Regions from separate parts of the Sus scrofa genome. Here region 2 is linked to region 1. The links are chromatin contacts, called in public Hi-C maps. All regions are on one chromosome and are shown on one strand. Each heading gives the region's core, a stretch centred on a gene start, on an enhancer-like site or on the middle of the called end of the contact. The rest is flanking DNA. Distances are from core to core; before and after follow the strand shown.

Region 1 (5,567 bases), core at 1,072-3,571:
AAACTGACCTACTATAAAATGAAACACTCATTAAAAAAGTCTGTTTGATGTAAAAGAAAAATATCTGTTATTTATCAGAAATTTGTCTAGGTCTAAGAGCCATAGAATTTTAAAGCTGCAATGACCTAACATGTGTGCTACCCCTCGTTTTATAGATGAAGACTCCGAGAGAAAGATTAAATACATTCTCAAGGAGACTCAATTATTAGTGACAACAAAAACTCACACCCTAGTTTCCAGACTTTGTCCAGTGCTTTTTATCACTGTATCATTAGGTTTTCACTGACATAGTATTTAAACTTGCATGTAACCTAAAAGAATCTTGGTGTATATTTTAAGGTTTCTGGTTCCAAGAGATTGATTTAAATAATGGTTTTCCCATATTTATGTAAATAGGGATGGCATCTTTTTAAAAATTGGTATAATTCACATAACATGGAAACTATTTTTACTGACTCATTTTGATATCAAAAGTTTAAGCTTTTTTAAAACTCTATTCACAGTATCCACTTTATTTAGGCAGTGATATATAAAACCCCCAAAGAAAATTTCTACAATTAAAAGAAGAAACAGGATGAGATTTCATCTTCATCCTCATTTTGGAGTAGGTATGAAGAAGTTTTGTTTCATGAGACAAAGATGGAGAAAGAGAACAGAGGATTATAATTATTTAAAAACAGATAATTCGGTGTGAACAGAAATGGGAGGATAGTTTAACAAAGTCGAAACCATAACTGTGGAGCAGAAACTTTTAATCTAAAATGAAGTACTTTCCAGGGTAGGGTGAAAGCCAAGTACCTCTGAGGACAAGCAGCTTGTTACGTTCATTTCCCCCAACAGACATTAAGTAAACACCTACTATGTATCAAGCTTGTGGAGGCTCTGAGAATACAAAGATGGGTAAGACAGATCCTTCAAGAGCCCAGTTTGTTGGTGGCGGTGGGGATGGGGAGCGGGGGAGGGGGGGAAGTGAGAGGTAGCATAAGGAGTTGGTGGGGTTTGGGTGATGAGATTAGAGTGGAAGGCTGAAAAACTAGATATATGTAGGAAACTGGGGGTTCACACATGCGCTGGCTTCTGTGGCAGTAATCTGTCCCAGAATCCTTAAAAAACAATTAGCTTCATTTGCCAAATTTAGCCAGATAGCGTGACGCTGTTCTTCTGCAAAATCCCTCTCAAAGAGTTTAAAACTCCTTTTCCCGCTTCTAGCCCTTGCTTTCTCCACCATTAGGGCGTCAGGCTAGGGAGAGGGGAGGCTGGAAACTGCACCCACGTTTGCTGCCTCGGCTCTCCGCAGGAGACAGGAATCCAGGGCTTTGCCGTCGTCATAGCAACTAAGAGACTAAGTTCCGCGGTTCCCCCCACCCCCTTCCTCCAACTCCTTCCACTTCCCCCGCCATCTGGGCTGAGCCGCTTCTCTCGCGAGATTTGAGCGCAGCACTGAGCAGCACATCGGTGATCTCACCCGAGACTTGGGGAAAGGGGAGGGAATGAAGGAGGGGAAGGAATGGGGCGGGGTGGTAGGGAGGCGGGGAGGGGAAGGGCGAGTGCGGCACCGCCACCGCCGGCAACTTTGTGAGCGAGTTCGCTGTGTGCGTGAGCAAGTGAGCAAAAGTCAGAGCGGCACTGAGTCCCCGGGAGGAGGGTCCCCAGGGAGGGCCAGGTCTGGGTTTCGGAGGCCGCCCCCTCTGTCATTTCATCCTCTCCCGCCTCCGTGGCTTCCTCCCCATTTCCTCCCCCCACCGATCCTCCTGGGCCTTTCTGCCCCCCGCTGTAGTTACCTGTCCCCTCCCCCACTCGGCGCCCACCTCGGAACTCCGGCCCTCCAGTCATCCAGCAATTGCTTCCCGCGTCGGCCGCCCCCTCAGCGCTTTCTCTTGGGGGCAGGCAGGCGGGATGAGGGGCGCTGAACATCGGAGGCGGCGCGAGCGGGGACCCGAGCGCGCAAACAATAGTTGATGCCCGGGGACCTGGGCACCTCCGCCTCCCCCAACTCTGCTGGGAACGCGGCCCCCGCCGGCTGCTCTCCAGCCTGCATTCCGTGTCTCCCTCGGAGCCAGGCTCGGGAGTTGGGCAGATTCCGCCCCCGCCTCCCCCGGGCCCCCCTCTGCTCTGCGCCCGCCCCGGCCTCGCCGCCTGCTGTTCTCCGCAGAGGAGGCGGCGAGTGAGCGCGCGCCGACCGTCTACACGGTTTCTCTTTCTCCCCAGGGAGAGCGCGCGGCGGACGCGCCCCGGACGCGCGGCCGCACCGGGAGGCCGGGCCGAGTGGTAAGTGGCGTCCGGGCAGGGTAGCGGGGGTGCAGGACTGTTGACAGCCCCCATCCCATTTCTGGCCGGGGCGCGGGTCCAGGGCCCGGAGCAGGACACCCGGAGGCCGGTCAAAGTTTTATTTCCGATTTGGTGGCGTGCAGATAGCGCAGCCCGGCGGGGGCGAGTCTGAGCTGCAACGCGCCCGGCGCGCGCGCGCGCGCGCACGCACCTCGGAATCCGAAGCTGCACAACTCTCAGCCAGGCGCCTGTGCCAGAGGCCAGGAGCCCCGCGCCCCCGTCTGGGTGCTGCGCCTATCCTGCTGCCCTCGTCTTCACCGGGCGACCCTTCCCCTTCAGTCACCTGGGTGAGAGCTTTGCAGGCTGTGCCGGAGGGCGGGCCGAGAGGTTAAATCGTGAGGAAGGGGGAAGAGCAGCTGAGTGCCCGCGGGTGGTTCATTTCTCTCCGGGGGGTCTGGTGGCGAGTGAAATCCCGGGATGCTCTAACCTGCTTTCCGTGGAGCAAGTAAACAGCAAGAGGGCTGGGGAGGCGTGAAGGTACTGCAAAAAAGAACTTTTTCTGCTTCGCCCCATCTGTTTCCAACTTCTCTCCTGACCTTAAAGGAAATTTGCCAGGCTCCCTCCCTATCGCTCCACGGCATTTCTAGGTGGACAAGTAATCGTGTTGGGCAGGTTGAAATTTCATCAGATTCACTGTTTGTAAAACATAGACAAGGGAGATGGCTCATTTTCAAGGAAAATGTTGTTTAATTGAGTTATTAGTATTCATTTTGAAGAGAAGCATTTGGGGACTGATGGATCCTAGGCTGCATTTACTTGATAGATTTTATTTTTCATGACGGGTATTTTAGAGGCAGCACTCACTGAAATTCTTACTACCTACTAAACGATTATGTTTCTAAACTGGGAGCCAGTGATATGATGCAAATTTCAGAGTAAAAGTGTCGACTTTCATCAGGTTCCAGGTCTCTCTGGATGAACTGGGGTTGGCGTTTCCTCTATAAAGCAAACCTTTCATGTTGAAACTCTGACTCAGACTCTTAAAGCCATTGTTTTTATACTGGTACTCTGTGGGAGTTAAGTGTCAACTTTCTCTCGTTTTCTCATATGGAATATTCGTCCAAGGCAAAGATTCTCTGACTTAATCTTTTGAAAAAGTACAAGATTAAGTCCTATAGAATCATTCTCTGCATCCAGTTTAGTAACAGTATTAATTTTCTATTTAATCCTGGTTTAATGACTTTTATAACTTTCTCCTTTTTCATTTTTCGAAAGCTTCAATTAAGCCACCTTTACCAGGAAAGAAAAAGTCAGTGGAAATAATATAAAACAGTGGTAACAGCAGTAGCCTCAAATAAAAGGTTTTCATAAAGCAGTTTATGGTCACTGATGTGTTGGACTAGTAGATGCCATGCCAGTTATTAATGAGTATATTAATGTTAAAACATTTTTCCCATCGAGTAAATTATTTATACTAAAGCATTAGCAATTAACAATGCATTTAAAATGATTTGGGTGATGATTTGCTTATAAATGGTTAGGAACGAAATAAGAGATTTTGAGGGTACATGGTTTTATGTGGCTGCCAACTTATTTTCTTATCTCATTATTCTTAAGTAAAGGACTCCTAAAGTTGACTGTATTGCTAGATTTCTCTACTTGACTGAGAGAACAAGTTTGTCAAGTGGCTCAAGACAGTCAGTAGGTGTTGCTGTTAGCTTCTCTGCGGTTCCTGGTACTGCCCCTTGAGTTTGAAATTGGAGTTCTGTGCAGTGAACTTTTTAGGTCTGAAGTATAAGGCAGTATTAGGTGTGACTTCATTGTAGGATTCCGTGGCAAGGTGGACTTGAATTTTGGTCATAAAAACTTCAAAACAGCTCACTGAAATTTATGTTTTGATTCTTTTAACTCTGTCCTTTCACTGTTAATTCCAGGCTTTCCTACTTTGCTTTTGCATTGAATTAGGTTTGTAATTTTAGTGTAGGTCTTCCCCCATTTCCTCACCCCCAGCCACATCTTGATTTTTTTTTAACAACTTTAAAATTTAAACAGCTGGTAACTTTATTGAAGTCACAGATTGAAGATGGCTTGAAATGAGCGATTTTGTAAAGACTTTGGAAGATCTTGATTGACTATGAGTTGAGATATGTATACGTTCTATCTTACATGTGCAGTTTGTTTTTCAATAAATGGCTTTTTCTATCTCTTTGAATTGTGAAGCAGGAGTGTGAGGAGAGGCAGAACAGTGTAAGCATACAGATTCTCTGAATCTTTGCAATGTAGGGGAATGTATGTAGGGATTGATGGCAACCTAATTGTGTGCTTCCTGTTGGTTCTCACTGTGTGCTGTCATTTCTGTTGGTCCCCATCAGTGCACATATGAAGTATGCCTAGCCGGAAGATTTTCAGGTGACATCGAAGATTTGAGCCTTTTGGTTCATTGACCAAGTCGGACTTTCTCCAAGGAAGGCAAATAGACTCATCTCCATAATGTAGAGCTAGTGCTCTGATACCATGTTTCTTTCTAACTTTGGACCCAAATCACAGAAGTTCATATCTCAAATTCAGAAAAGAAATTTCTGTTCGTAACATCACTGTATTTCTAACCTTTTGAGATTTGCAGCTAGTCAAACAGTATTTATTGAGTGCCTCTGCCTGGGAGGCAGGCATGCTGATGCGTTCTGTGATCCAGTGGTGAGAGAAAGAGTGTTCTTGGCCTCAAGGAACTTACAGTGCGGTGGAACCATTTGTAACTTTTCCTGGCCTGGTGTTTGATACCCTGAGGCCTCCACGAAAGCTTTGCAGAGCAGGCAATTATTTTTGATTTTACTTATTGAAATTAATTTTTGAAATGAATGGGGCCCAGCATTTGTCCTCCGAAGGAATCGGTTTCATATTTTTCAGCTATGGGATCTTAAAACATAATCAAATCTCTTTCTGTACTGGTTTTCTGAAATTTTTTTTTTTTTTTTTTTTTTTTTAGTCATGGGTGCAATCAATACTGACCAGCTTTGCTGCAAAAATTATGGTGACTCTGTGTACGAAAGTACTTTGTAAACTGTAAGGTCTTATTTGCAATTGCATTTTCTTACTTTCTGATGAACACATTCATAAATTGTTGGAGTTAGAAAGGAGATTGAACAAAAATCATTTTATAGATGAGGAAACTGCAGCCCAGAAAGTTGCAGTGACTTTTTCAATGGGATAGAAGAACTACTCAGGGATCACACAGTGATGGGAAGGTAGGGTTTCAGATTTAACTCTATGTTTTTATTTCCTGGCTTTTTTTCTCCGACCTT
Region 2 (5,567 bases), core at 790-3,289, 150 kb after region 1:
TCAGCTACATTGCTAAGTAAATGTTCTTTGAATGAACAAGTGAAAATGAAGGAGATGTTATAGAATCAAGGCTTTTGGTGCAAATACTGTACAATTACCTTTTTTTTTTTTTTTTTTTTGGTCTTTTTAAGGGCAGCACCCGCAGCATATGGAGGGTCCCAGGCCAGAGGTCTAATCAGAGCTGTAAGCTGCTGGCCTATGTCAGAGCCACAGCAACGCCAGATCCGAGCCACGTCTGTGACCTACACCATAGCTTGCGGCAAGGCCGGATCCTTAACCCACTGAGTGAGGCCAGGGATCAAACCTGCAACCTCATGATTCCTCGTTGGATTTGTTTCCACTGCTACATGATGGGAACTCCTATACAGTTACTTTTCATGGACTATATTTTTTCAACCATAAAATCAGATTGATCAACCACATATCTAAAACATGAAATACTTGGGTTGCTTTGCCCTCTAAATCACAGTGTTAGTTTATCTTTAGGCATATGTGGCTTGGGCCAGAATTGTAGGCTAATGAGAGGAGAGAGGTTTGGGGTCTGACATACCTATGTGGACACACTTTCATTCTTGATTAGCAATAGTTTATTTTACTGAATTACTGTGGTTTTTTGGTTTATAGAAATAGCTATGTAACTTATGTAGTTTTAGAGCTATTTTTTCAGAAGTTTATCTTTTCACTTCTGCCCTGGTGATTTTCCTAATGCGGACACTAAAACTAAATGTTTTAATCACTAACGCATGATTTCTTAAGTGATATATATACACATAGTAGTGCCAACCTTTACCACTGTAATACTCTTGAAATACAATTTCTTAAAAATTGGAAAAGTTCTAAGTGTTTTGAAGTTTTCTTGAAATTGAGAATGATATCAGTTTTCAAAATTATCATCAATTGGTGCCATATTTATTTAACTGGTATTTTGGTAGGATATTTATTCATGGTTTTCTTTTCTTCTTCTTCTTCTTCTTCTTCTTTTTTTTTTTTGCCTTTTTAGGGCCGTACCTGTGGCATATGGAAGTTCCCAGGCTGGAGGTCAAATTGGAGTGACAGCGGTTGGCCTACACCACAGCCACAGCAATACTGGATCCGAGCCATGTCTGCGACCTATACCACAGCTCAGGGCAACGCTGGATCCCTGACCCACCAAACGAGGCCAGGGATTGAACCCGTATCCTCATGGATACCAGTCGGGTTCATTACCACTGAGCCACAATGGGAATTTCCCTTTTTTGTTTTTTTTTTTGTATTTTTTAAACTTGCGGTATAGTTGATTTACAGTGTTGTGCCAGTTTCTGCTGTACAGCATGGTTACCCAGTGATACATATGTGGGTATACACATTCTTTTACTCATATCAGCCCTTATCATGTTCTATCCCAAGAGATTGGACACAGTCCCTGGTGCTGTGCAGTAGGAATGGTTTTCTTTTATCTTCTAGATTCTGACCCCAGAATTTAAAAGAAAACTCTTTCTTCCTGGTCATTGAGACTGCTTTGATCAGGATTGCCCTGCGAACTTTCTGAAGAGAAGGGTCCTGTGAGGAACCTTAAAAATAGGTTTTTGTTGGCTTCTTCTCTGGGGCAATACTCATGTACTCTGCACTCCATTGAAAATATGCTCTCTTCCTTCATTCTTTTGTGCCAAGCAATCGGAAACGGGCTTTCCCAAACCATTTCCATGTGAAGAATGGGCTGCTTTTATTACTTATGTGAAAAAGTAAATTCCAGGGACCCTCAGCTGCAGGATGGCTCTTTCTTCCCAGCTGCTGCCCTTCCTCTGTGGAGGATGCGGGTTGCTGAGACAAGGCTTTGTCTGTTGCATGTAAAATGAACTTTGTTTGGCCCTCCCTCAAGCAGCTTCAAGTGCATAAGTGTCCAGCTGGACATTCCTCACCAGATGATAATTTAAATGCAGGTCAAATTTAGAACCCAACTTATATTAGTTTAAAAATAGACACTGCTTTAGAAAGCTGACCTCTGGTACTTTTGGGGCTTGGGGATCAGCTAGGCCATTTCTTGTGATTCACACAGCTGTTTTAGACTGAAGGGCAGTGCACATGTAGGCGAGATGGAGCCAGTGTCCTTGTGACTTCCCAGTCTTCCTGCTACCCCAGTTTCTTCCGTCTCCATGCATTACTCCCAGTAAATTCATGGCAAGTATATCACAGACTAGAGTCTGATTTCTGTATATTAATTTTATTGGAGGCTTTCCAGTTTGACTAAAAAGGGCTCAAGAACACAGAAAAAAAAATCTAACAGGTTAATTTCAAGGTAATAAGACTTTATTACATGATGTATTCTTGGGTTTTATTTAGATGAGTCAGAGATTTCCCTCAGGGGACAGGGTAAGCATTGATCACCTTAAAGATGAGAAAGCTAAGATCCCTGGCAGCTTTCACCTGGGGCTGGAAGTCAGTTTATCAAATGATGTAGCATAATGTTTATAATATGCAAGTGAGTTACTGGTTATCAAAATACACAGTCATTTTATCATGTCTCATTTATTACCCCAAATCTAAGGTTTACATAATGTGTTCAGCAAAAAAGTTAATGGGGGTGTTCCACTGTGGCACAGTGGGTTAAGACTCCGACTGCAGCAGCTCAGGTTGCTGTGGAGGTGTGGGTTCGATCCCTGGCCTGGTGCAGTGAGTTAAAGGATCCAGAATTGTTGGAGCTGCAGATGGGATTCAGTCCCTGGCCCAGGAACTTCCATATGTCACGGGTGTGGCCATAGAAAAGAAAAGTTAATAGGGTAAAGTTGAGATTGGGAGGAGTTTATTACTAGCTTTTTTTAATTATCGGAGAAGCAAACATATTAAGCTTGCATGGATATTGAGTTACTCCCTAAATCTTGTCCAAAACTGAAACAAAATAGTAAGTTTAAAGTTTTAAGTCTTGCATTATTTAGAGTTAAATAAAAAAAAATTGTTAAGGGCAGTTTTTTTCTTTATAATTTAAAGAGGTAAAAATAAGCTTTTTTTTTTTTTAATGAAGTAAAATTTGTCTTTATTTCTGGATACCAGTTTCCATACAGTCTTTGTTTTGTGTGTGTGTGTGTGTGGCCACGCCTGCGGCATGTGCAAGTTCCCAGGCCAGGGTGGAATTTGTGACATAGCAGTGACCTGGGCCAGCTGCTGCAGTGACAATGACAGATCCTTAACCCACTGCACCACAAGGGAATTCTCACTTGTCATACAGTTTTAATGGCTACCATCTCTGCTGACACCTTTGTATGATAATACTTTGTTTTGGGTATCCCTCAAACAACTTGGAGGCCAATTGGACATTGATCATTAGATGGTAATTTAAATGTTTCTTTGAGACTGATTACCTTTAAACAGAATTAGGATTTAAACAGAAATGTTAAACATTGGGTCTTTTTGGTAAATTTAGCAATACAAAATTACATATATTATTTTGTGATACACTTGTGCTAGTAATGTTATTTTTTTTACCTCAAAACAATTATCTTTTAAAGAGAGAAAATATGGAGTTTTTGCTTGCTTTTTGTTTATAAAGGTAAGAGTATATTGTATATACTCTGTGTGTGTATGTGTGTATAATCCATGTTATAGTAATTGACATGTTTCTGACAGAGGGCTACTGTGAATATTTTTGCATTGCCAAAGTCATGTTTGGACGTGCTAGCTAGGATGGGACATGTCATACAGTGACATTGTTTGACGCATTTGTGGAGACAGTTACGGTTTTTTCTTTGGTGTGTACCTATTTGGACAAAAGGAAAACACTTACTTGCCATAGTAATTTTTTGTCGTGACTTAAAAGCTAAAACTAAAAGAAGTAGAATTTCCTTCAAGTAGGCAACCTTAGGGATGAATGGCTACCTGATGATGTAGATACATACATTATAGAGAACATTTTCAAAGCTCCTGTTTTGAGAGCAGTCAAGATGCTTTCTCCTAAGATGTTTGTTCATTTAAATTAGTAAGAGTAATATTTATAATATCTTATTTTTTAATAATGCTGAGTGCTTAAGTAGTAAACACTCTCTTATTTTAATCCTTAGAGTCATCCTTTTAAATAGGTTATCTACATTTAAAAATAAAAAGAAACCACATCTACATATTAGATACATTTCTAACCTATTGGCAAGTGTCAATTAAAACTAGATTTTCCTCAGGCTCTTAATCAGTCTGGATTTTGTTTTCCTAGTAAGTCTTCATTACAACAGAAACTCAAGTAAAACTCAATGTGGCTCTTGGAATCTGAGCCGTCTTTGGGAGCAAGTGTCTGAGGTGTAAATTATAGTGTTCCCATGATGGTGATCATAACTCATTTGCTTTTTTCCTTGAGTATCTTCTTTTTGTCAGGCTTCATCTGATTAAGTTCTGGGGACATTGTATTTCCACAAACTGACACCATACCTGTCTTCATAGAATTTAGGGACTTAGTGGAAGAGATATGAACAAATAGTGTGGTCACACAAGTAAGTGTGTGTGTGTCTGTGTGTGTGTATACATATATATATAGTAGGAAGTGAGCTGGAAGCAGTATGCCCATGTGTTTCCAATAGTTTAAAGGAGCAACCCAATGTTTTATTTAAATACCCACAGACAAGAAGCAAGAAATGGGATTTACAGGTTCCATTTTCAGCAAATTGTACATGAAAGCAGGTTATTTGGGAATATGAAAACATACCTGATATCCTCATTCAATTCAGGGTGTGTACAGGGCGAAGGTGGGAGAGGAGGGGGATGGGCAGGGGAGAAAGCGCTTCTGAGAAGATGAGTGGGGATTATCCAGATGGGGACGTGGAAGGTAGGAAAATATTTTAGCCAACCCCCCACTGCTGGCAAGAAAGCTGAACGTGTTTAACAAGCTTGAAGATTAGTGTGGCTGGAACATAGTAACTGGGGACACGACGCCTTCAGGGTTGAAAAGATTTGCTGGATTATCATGCAGGGGCTCTTCGACCTTGTTGGGAATTTTTAGTTTTACGCCCAGTGTAATGAGAAGCCGTGGAAGGGCTTTAGGCCAGGGTGTGTTGTGCATTGCAGAGGCCCCGTGGTTGCTGTGTTCAGCAGAGCCTAACAGAAGGTGGCAAGTATGGAGGTGGGGGGGGGTCAGTTATGCAGATTTTTACTCATATTATCCTGGGACATAAAGGCGTTGACTACTTTTTTTTTTTTCTTTCCCAAACTAGGTCTGGAATTTTTAGTTTTCACGTTTGGGATGACCTTTAGTGCTCCCCCCAAGCAGAACATGGGCTCCTTGAGGTCCTGTGCTGTGGTCTTACTCCCTGCAGTGTGCACATGGCCCTGAGCAGAGCCTGACACAGAGAAAGTGCTCAGTAAATAGCTCTGAACTGACCGATTGACGGCCTGAGAAAAATGCACTTCTGTTTTCTGCTCATCCAAGTCTGTCAGCACCTTCTCCTCTGCCACCCGGCGGTAAGACTGTATTTAAATCTGTTTCATGGCCACAGGCCCTTGCAGCCAGGTCCAGGCAGACTCTGGTCCTTGACAACAAGGCCTCTGTTTGGGTACTTTGGGAAATCCTGGCTACCACCAGGGCTGAGGTGCAAAGAAATGTGTATTAGTTT

The links. Hi-C and Micro-C count contacts between places; a contact is called where the count stands out from the background.
Region 2: a contact with region 1 is called in a Hi-C map of fetal skeletal muscle, with 2.5 times the contacts expected there. The contact joins the enhancer-like site here to the promoter of LOC102159548 in region 1. A contact is called at or near these places in 3 of 47 Hi-C or Micro-C datasets (epiblast stem cells, fetal skeletal muscle and fibroblasts) and 2 of 2 datasets of contacts at active chromatin or transcription factors (alveolar macrophages and skeletal muscle).

The regions. Positions count from the first base shown.
Region 1 is chr7:94,788,305-94,793,871 of Sscrofa11.1, forward strand. It overlaps LOC102159548, which reads right to left and starts at 2,322. Exons shown (of 2, transcript XM_013989147.2): 1 at 1,782-2,322. The coding sequence starts at 2,322. It overlaps SIPA1L1 (signal-induced proliferation-associated 1-like protein 1), which reads left to right and starts at 1,531. Exons shown (of 27, transcript XM_021099427.1): 1 at 1,531-1,604; 2 at 2,209-2,268.
Region 2 is chr7:94,936,947-94,942,513 of Sscrofa11.1, forward strand. SIPA1L1 (signal-induced proliferation-associated 1-like protein 1) reads left to right here. Exons shown (of 27, transcript XM_021099427.1): 5 at 5,169-5,415. Among named protein-coding and RNA genes, the nearest start is that of SIPA1L1, 150 kb to the left of the region's middle. Within about 2 kb of position 2,040, at least 2 of the 83 cell types and tissues checked have an H3K27ac peak or open chromatin away from gene starts, as enhancers often do. A contact at or near this core is called in fetal skeletal muscle, where this site is marked.